Linked DNA regions of Hordeum vulgare: regions 1 and 3 are each linked to region 2. Evidence: chromatin contacts called from public Hi-C data. All regions are on one chromosome and are shown on one strand. The core of a region is the stretch at or near the end of the contact, and the rest is flanking DNA. Distances in the headings are between cores, read along the strand shown.

The links. Hi-C and Micro-C count contacts between places; a contact is called where the count stands out from the background.
Region 1: a Hi-C map of leaf shows a contact between it and region 2, with 7 times the contacts expected there. The contact joins the enhancer-like site here to the promoter of LOC123398196 in region 2. A contact is called at or near these places in 1 of 6 Hi-C or Micro-C datasets (leaf) and 1 of 1 datasets of contacts at active chromatin or transcription factors (embryo).
Region 3: a contact with region 2 is called in a Hi-C map of seedling, with 3 times the contacts expected there. The contact joins the enhancer-like site here to the promoter of LOC123398196 in region 2. A contact is called at or near these places in 1 of 6 Hi-C or Micro-C datasets (seedling) and 1 of 1 datasets of contacts at active chromatin or transcription factors (embryo).

What each region holds. Positions count from the first base shown.
Region 1 is chr5H:421,123,397-421,126,096 of MorexV3_pseudomolecules_assembly, reverse strand. No RefSeq gene overlaps it. Among protein-coding and RNA genes, the nearest start is that of LOC123396812, 13 kb to the left of the region's middle. Within about 2 kb of position 1,301, at least 3 of the 3 cell types and tissues checked have open chromatin away from gene starts, as enhancers often do. A contact at or near this core is called in leaf, where this site is marked.
Region 2 is chr5H:421,593,449-421,596,465 of MorexV3_pseudomolecules_assembly, reverse strand. LOC123398196 (probable transcription factor RL9) reads right to left here and starts at 1,453. Exons shown (of 6, transcript XM_045092696.1): 1 at 310-1,453; 2 at 124-200. The coding sequence starts at 1,144.
Region 3 is chr5H:421,101,371-421,104,259 of MorexV3_pseudomolecules_assembly, reverse strand. No RefSeq gene overlaps it. Among protein-coding and RNA genes, the nearest start is that of LOC123395936, 18 kb to the right of the region's middle. Within about 2 kb of position 1,404, at least 3 of the 3 cell types and tissues checked have open chromatin away from gene starts, as enhancers often do. A contact at or near this core is called in seedling, where this site is marked.

The DNA of each region.
Region 1 (2,700 bases), core at 52-2,551, 470 kb after region 2:
GGGCGCCGAAGGAAGACATGCATGCATGCACAAAGGATCAAGCAAGCACACACACGTACACATGCATGTACTGTGCCCTGGGGGCCAGCCCCCTGTTTACAGATCAGTGAGGCATGAAGATGCAGGGACGATGGACATATGTATGTATGTTTGCCAGTAAAGGAGAAGCAAGAATGGATGGGGAGGTTGGAGGAATTTAACTCCACCATGACGCCACTAGTCTTTTCAGCTCCTCCATAGCCTTTTTTTTTCTCTTTCTGATGGCGTTCCTAGGCCGGGTAGGAGGAAGCCAACAAGCAAAGAATATCATCGTCTCATTCCCATTCCCGTTCCCATTCCTACACACTTAACCCCTTGGCCGGCCAATTCGAAGGCGCCACGTGACACAGCACACGACCGGGCTTTCCAACCTATCTGAAGACCCGAGTCATCGAAGCTAAGCCAGCTAGCTATAGCTATTAGCAATAGCAATAGCAGAGCCTGTACGTAGGTGTAGCTAGAGCTAAGCTTGCACACTTTGTGCCACATGCATGTAGTAGTATTGCACTTTGGCCTTTCTCATGGCGTGCATGCAGCACAAGCGGCAGCAGCAGATCACCGGCATTATTGATACGATACGGCAGTGTGTCAAAACTTGACATAAAGTGAGACCAAAGCTAACTCGTTTAATTATTCCCCAAACGACGATAGACACCTTTGCCCTTTTCGTAAAGAACAAAAGATTCGTCCCATCGATTTGATAACACGGAGAAAAAGTCAACAGAAAAGACCAACACAAAATCTACAACCTACTACACGCTCTAATGACGAATTAACTAAACGGAGAACGGCATCGTCTAGCTAGGGTTGGGGCGGTGGTCAAGGAAAATGGCTTTTTACACCGGCATACACAGTAAAAACACGTTGCCCAAGGTGGGGCGACGGCCAGCAAAGGCTCAGGCCTGAAGGAAGCCACGGAGTTGGAGAGAGAGAGAGGAGGAATGACACAGAAAGAGGGCATTGAAGTTGCTGTCAGTCACCCACACAGAGTATTCTACTGCTTTCCTCGACTATGACTTCTCTTTGTCAGAGAGATTGCGAGAGGCAGCCAAGAGAGAGAGGGAGGAGATTGATGGAGCGGACAGAAACATTGTGTAGAGAGAGAGAGAGGAGCGCAGTGACCGACTGACTTGAGGCAGCAGGGAGTAAAAGAGCAACATCCCTGATATAAATACAGAGCGTCGGGAGGAGAGAGAGGTGGTCATGATTTTGTAATCCATTGCTTTATGATTGAGCTCGGGCGACCTGCCCCCCGCCCTTTCCCTGCTGCTGCCACAGCACAGCGCAGCTAGCCTAGCTACCACCGACCCCAACGTCTCTCTCTCTCTCTCTCTCTCTCCTCTTTTTCTCTTTTGTTTTGACGCTGACACAAAAGAAGTCATGATGGCCTTATGATGGGGTGCATGCAGTATGACCACTTGTTTTTTTTTCTTTCTCTCTCGGCTGTGGCTTTCTCTCTCTAGTCGCCCTCGTCTTTATTTTTTATCACACGCACCGTCCTCGTTGGTCTTTTAGAAAGGACGGATGCCATATGTGGGCCCCGTGGTCAGTCCGATGTCCATGAAACCCCTGCTGGCGGAATGGGCCGCATGGTTGTGTTGCTTGCCCGCTTTGGTCATAACCAGCCCGAGATTTGCAGGTTCTGGCCCATATAGTGGTACAAGTGGTAAACAAATGAACGAAATGGAAATTTTATTCTTCTTTGTGGGAAAGAAAATTTTATTCAGTAACAATGAATGTGGCTTTTATTATGAAATAAGAAAATTATTGAGTATGATTTGCATGATTCTAGGGCATATCGGGTCCTTGCTCAATTTAAACAAACTCACACATGGTTTCTGAAATAAGGGCCTCTTTGATCCAAAAGAAGTTCCAAATCATTCTTGTTTGTTTGTATCCCTACAATTGTTACAGTGTTGGTTGTTCTATATGAAGGGTTGCAATCAATGAAAATTGGTTCGAGAGATTTATTTACTCTATGAAAGTACTTGTTAACTCCAACATACTCGAGAAATGGTATATGTTGTTCTCTAATCTTGCAAACCAAAGGAGCCCTAGATGTATGTCACATCCATATCTGACCCTAGCGAACTCATTGGTGAATTACTCACGCCACTACTCTACTAGCTACTACCCTACAATGCATATTTATAACTTCCCGCAGTAATAATCTACTTCTAAACTCCACTTAAACCCTACTAAAGGATCTCAACATTTTACAAGAATTTATTTCCTTGTCTGCCAGTATACATGTATGGATCAAAATTGTCAAGTAGTACAGGAATACGGATACATGTAAATCAAAACAAAAAAATTATAAAACTGTCATGTATGCACATCAAGCGACCCTCGCAGACCTAGAAGGTTATGTGTTTTAATCTCAACATAATTACATAACTATTATTGTGCTCCTAGTTTAAGTCAAAACATTACATCTCATTCATGTTTATTGAGAGATTGTTATAAATTCCTTGATTAGGACAATGGTTGTTCTATATCTAAGAACGCCATGTACCATGCTTAATTATGCACCCGTTGTGAATGGGTTATTTATTTTAAATCTTGATGATTTGCATGTCTTGTTTATGCTAAACAATTTACCTAATGATTTGAATCCTACCTATATGAGGCATCGTTGTTTGGATCATACCATTGTTCAAG
Region 2 (3,017 bases), core at 204-2,703:
ATTGGCTTTCCTGTCTGACCCAAACAAGAACGGGACGAGCAGCAAGAGGACGCGAGAGCGCGGGAGGGAGGGAGGGAGGGATAGGAAGGATCGGGTTTGGAGCTGTTTGTAGGAGACGAGTACCTGGAGATGGCTCTTGACATGCGCTAGCGTCAGATCCTTCACGTCCATGAGCTCTAGGACTGACTTGGGCGTCGCCCCTGCGCGTGCGCCAGAGGTTAGATTTTCATCAGTAAAGCATGTCGCGACGTGGTACGTCGTCGGCGTCGGAGAGAAAGGTTGGTTTGGTGCTAGTGGCAAGGCACGTACTCTCGTGGCCGCCGAGGAGCTCGACGGCGTGGACGAAGCGGGCGTGGAGGGTGCTGGTCCAGCGCATGCGGGGCGCGCGCATGCTGCGCTTGGCGGGGAGCTTGGGCATGAACCGGGACCCCAGCCCGAAGGGCTGCGCGCCGTGGAGATGATGATGGTGTCCGCCCAGACCCATGCCGACGCCGCCGCCTGGGGCGCCGTAGCTGCGGAGGGTGTCCGAGAGCATGCCGTTTAGCCTTCCGGACGCCGACAGCATCCGATGGTGCGCGGCGGAGGACAGGAAGGCCGCCGTTGGGTCGAAGGAATTCGCGGGTGGCGCCGGCCCCGGCCCGAGGGATGACGGCGACGTCGATCCCAGGGAGGAGGGCCACGTCGCCGGATGGTGGTAGCTGTAGAACCCGACCTTCGGGTGATGGTGTCCTTCTCCTCCCCCGGGCGCCGGCGGCAGGAACGGGAAGCCCCCGCCACCGTTGTAGATAGGTATCCCCCGGATTGGCGGCGCCGCCGACGCGCCGCCGACACCCGCGTCCAGCGGCTGCAGCATCGGCATGGCCATCAGCGCGGCCTGGGCGGATGTCGTGGCGGCCGAGGGCACCGCAGCGGACGACGACGGCCTGTGCCGCCACGGCAGCGCCGCGCCCTCCAGGTCGGCGGGCGGAGACAAGGACAGCTCCGTGGACGCCGTGGACCCGTTGAGCCTCCTCCATGGATCCCCGCCTCCGCCCCCCGCCGGGCCGCGCCCGCCGACGCCGCCCCCCGGGCCCGTCGGCGGGCCGGTGCTGGGCAGGCTGATGTGCAGCGAGAGGTCCGGCGACGCAGCCGAGCCCGCCTCCATCTCCCCGCCACCAGCGCGCCCCGATCGGACGCGCGCGCGCACAAAGGCCTAGGTCGTCGGATTGGTGGGACGGGAAGGGGATGAGGATCGGAGGCGAAGGAAGGTTCTTGGAGTTCTTGGGAGGCCGGCCGGCCGGACGGCCTTGCGTTGTGTTGCTGCGTTGGGAATGCTTGCGCTTTGGCTGAGGGGGTGGTGTGATGTCCCCTTTTGTATCTGTCTCTGGTACTGGAGTTACTACTTCTACTTCTCGCTCTCCTCTACTTTCTCTCTCTCTCTCAACCTCCTAACATGAGAGACACCAGGGATGAATTGGTTTCTTCTGCTGTCCTTCCTTATTGCTCTTGCTTGTATAAAAAGGTAGAGAGAGAAGCTCAAGAGAGAGAGAGAGAGAATGTGAGGTTATTATCTGGTTTGTTTAATTAGGATTAGGATGGGAGGGGCAGGCATCACCAAGTCTGAGAAAATGACACTTAGGAGATTGCGGTGGTACTACTGGTAGTACCAGGGACTAGATAGATAGATTGGGGATGCATGGCAAGTGGAGGAGTCAAAGGAGGCACGCTTTTGTTTCTTCGTGTATTACTACTACTTCATAAAATACACGGCTGCTTCTAAAAGAGCAGCACACACACGCACAAAAGAAATATTGATACTGTACGATTATAGAAAGCAAATATGATTAACTGTAGTAGTACATGCATCATATGGATATATGGATGTAGGTTGGTTGTAGTAGTAGTAGTATATTGTAGGGGAAGGAAGATTGATGGATCTGATTTTGTTTGTTGGACTGAAAAGGCTGTGTGAGCTCGTGCGCTTGGGATTCTTTTTCCCCCCATGCCCCCAACCCTCACTCACTCTAGGTAGAGCACTGCACCCTTTTTTTATGGGGGAGCTCATGACAGAGAGTCTCCCCGGAGGGACAGGCTTCTTCTTCTCCTCCCTTCTCTCTCTCCGGGACGGATTTTTTCTTCCTCGTCTCTCGCTTTCGGATTGGATGCGTGTGGGGGTTCAGTGCCCCTCATGCCCCGGGACTGACCGGGTCGGCGTTCTACAGTCTCGTCCGGATACGGTGATAACGAACGTTCTACCGGAGCCATTGTTTGCTGTGTTTGCGCACATGTCTACCGACGAATGGATGAATGTCGGTTTCTTCTTCTTCTTGGTGTTATTATTATTATCATCATCATCTCAATTCTTGTTCTCTGATTAATATTTTCTTGCATACAAGGGTAGCACCTTTTCTTGCATCTCGTGGTCGGAGGACGCACACATCCGTCATATACTGCTCGTAGTCCCCGCAACAATAATACCTCACCACTGCTTGTATACTGTTAGTATAGTTGCGTTTGGCTTTTATGCTTTCTTCTTTTTTTGTGTTGGGGGCATAGGCAGTGCATATGGTTTTTTGTCATGTGGTGGGGGATAAGGATCGATATGCTCCGGGGGTGCGGTGCTTAATTGCGTGGGGGCTTTCACGTGTCGGTAATGCGTGAAATTGTGCCCCCCTTACTACTTTGGATTAATGCTGGATCTCTCATATATATCTTGCAACAGCCTTCTTGTAGCGTTGACCCGTCTATTAGTTCACTGGGCTTGGATAGAACTGATCTGGGTAGTATTTGATTTATTTTTACCGAAGAGCAAATGCTAGTTGTGAGCATGATTTTTTCTTTTATGTTTTTTTTTTACGTTTGTGGTGGAGGGTAAGTGCATTCGCTATGCATTGACTCTTAACACGTCATGATATTTATTAGAAATAGGACGATCACCATAAGACTATCCATAATGGGAGTAAGACCACTCACAATGGGGAGTAACATAGAGTAGTAACATACATATGTTACTAGTCTAAATTACTACCTTCATAGTA
Region 3 (2,889 bases), core at 155-2,654, 490 kb after region 2:
ATTTGTATTCTGAGAAAGTTTCTAGCCATTTGGATGTATGGTTTGTGACTTAATATCCTTTTGAGTTCAAATGAATAAATAATCTTTATTCAAAAACGATACATCCAAATGGATTGAATTTTTGATAAATACAAAACGCAACATTTATAATTTATTGGAAAAAAAATCATTTTTCTGAGCTCTTATAAAAAATCATTTGAAATCTGGGTCAATCTGATACGTCGGATCATTAATGAGTGGCTAAAACAGAAGGTTAAGTTACGGTGAGACTCAGCTTCATCAAGTCACTCAAGCTGCGTCCATGCAAGAGGTCGTGGACAAGATAGCCTTTAGCGGACACAAAAGCTTTTGTCCCGCCTAAGGTCGCGTTTGGATCAGCGTTTAAGCTCGTTTGTGGCCGGTTTAGGATACATACCTTCTTTCGTTGTTTTTATTCTACATAGAAAACAAGACGTGGTCGGTAAGTCATAAGTGTAAAATTAATACGGGTGTAAAAACTTACACCCATTCCAAACAGGACATAATGTTTTTCTAGAATCAACTTATATTTCTTTTAGGGGTCTATATCTGGCCTAATATTTTTGCTATATCTAGCGTACTGCAAGATGGTCTGTGGGCAATCCATTCCTTGTTATTCTCAGAAGATTTCGTCATATGCTTCCTTTTCTCCTTTTCTATGTTTTATTAATCTGTTTTCTGTTTTGTTTCAAGTTTTTACGGGGTTTTTTTCTTATGTTTTTTCTCTTTTTACTGTTCTATATATTATTTCTATTTATTACATATTTGTATTTGCAAATATGCATAACATTTTTATAAATAGACGTCAAACCTGTTGTAAGTACATGTTAAATATTTTTTACATACACGTTGAATATTTCTTAAATACACTTGAACATTTTTTTAAATGCATGTTCAGCATTATTTAAATACATGGTGAACAATTTAAAACGCAAGTTGAATATATTTTCAATACAGGTCCAACATTTTTATAATATATGGTACATATTTCTATAATGTATAGTGAATATTTCCAAAAATATGTTTAACATATTTAAGTAAACGAAAAAAGAATTATATACATACCATGCACATTTTGAAACAGATGATAAATACTTTTTTAAACATCATGAACATTTGTCTGAATGGCACAAACATTTTAAAAAATGTTATGAATAGTTTTTAAGCGTGTATTTTCTTTGGAGTGGTACAAATATTTTTTGAAGTATGAATATTATTTATAAAATGTCATGAATGCTATAGAAGCTAGCAAATACCAGCAATAAAAACAAAAACATATAACCAAACCAAATGTTGGACGGGCAGAAAACCACGGTGCACACAATGATGTGGACCGGCCCATGACGGGAGCTCCTGTTGGTGTGATCGAGCTCCCTACAAGCGGTACCTAAACATGGGGTGGTCCGTACTGCAGGCGCCCATTCCCGCTCCTGGCACCTGCAGCGCCCCATACTGGGGCGGCCCAATAAACTTTAACTTTAATGATAAAGAAGAAAATAAAATAAAAATTGATATTTTAAAAAGTTCATGCATTTTAAAAACGATCATATTTTTCTCTAAAGTCAATCAAATTCAAAAAAGTTCACTGATTCTAAAAAAACGTTCATAAAATTTCAAAAATGTTAATAACTTTTCTAAGTTAATCGAATTTTAAAAACATTAACCAATTTTAAGAAATCATTCCAATTTATAAAAATTCAATATTTTTCGAAAAAGTTCATCAAATTTGAAAAAAGTTCATAAATTTGGAAAAAAATACCTATTTTTAAAAAATGTTCCTCGAATTTGATAAAAGTTCATCATTTTTCGCAAAAAAAACCATTGAATTTGCAAAAAGTTCACAAATTTTGAAAAACAGTTCACTGATTTTTTTTAAAGTTCATCAAATTATAAAAAACGATCATCAAATTAGAAAAAAGTTGATCATTTAAAAAATCATCGAATTAGAAAATAGTTCATCCAATTTGAAAAAAAAAATCAAATTTGAAAAAAAACATTGAACTTGAAAAAAAGGTCAGTGAATTTGAAAAATGTTGACCAAATGATAAAAAAGTTCATCAAATTAGAAAAAAGTTCATCGTTTTTTAAAAAAAATCGTCGAATGTGCCAGTAGTTCATCAAATTTGAAAAAAAAGTTCACCAAATTCGAAAAAAGTTCATCTAACCTAAAAACTATTCAACGAAATTGAAAAATAATAATTGATTTTAGAAAGAAATTCATCCAATTTGAAAATAGTTCATCAAATTTAAAAAAAAACATTGAATTTGAAAAGACGTACAACAAATTTGGGAAAAATCATCAATTTTGAAGAAAAAATTTCATGAATTTAAAACAAAATCATCGAATGAGAAAGAAAACAGAAAAAAGAACAAAAGAAAGAAAAAGAAATGATCCATCCTGAAATGACCACGAACAAAGAAAAAAATGGCTTGGAAGGACTCACGCCACATGAGAGAACAAATAAGAGAAAATAAATTAGGAATAACTAATTGGTCGATGTCGTAGTGGTTACGGTCGTCGTAGATGTAACAACCGATCACGAGATCGACTCCTACAGCACACTCCTATTTTGATCATTTTTACAGAATAAACAGAAGTTATATGGGCCGGCCCAGATCGCTCATTGAGGGGTTGCTCTGCAGGCGCCCGTTTGTTAACGGGCGCATAAGCGCCAAATAGGATTTTCCCTAAACATGGGGAGCACACTCCTATTTTGATCATTTTTACAGAATAAACAGAAGTTATATGGGCCAGCCCAGATCGCTCATTGAGGGGTTGCTCTGCAGGCGCCCGATAAATAGGATTTGCCCTAAACATGGGGAGCACACTCCTATTTTGATCATTTTTACAGAATAAACAGAAGTTATATG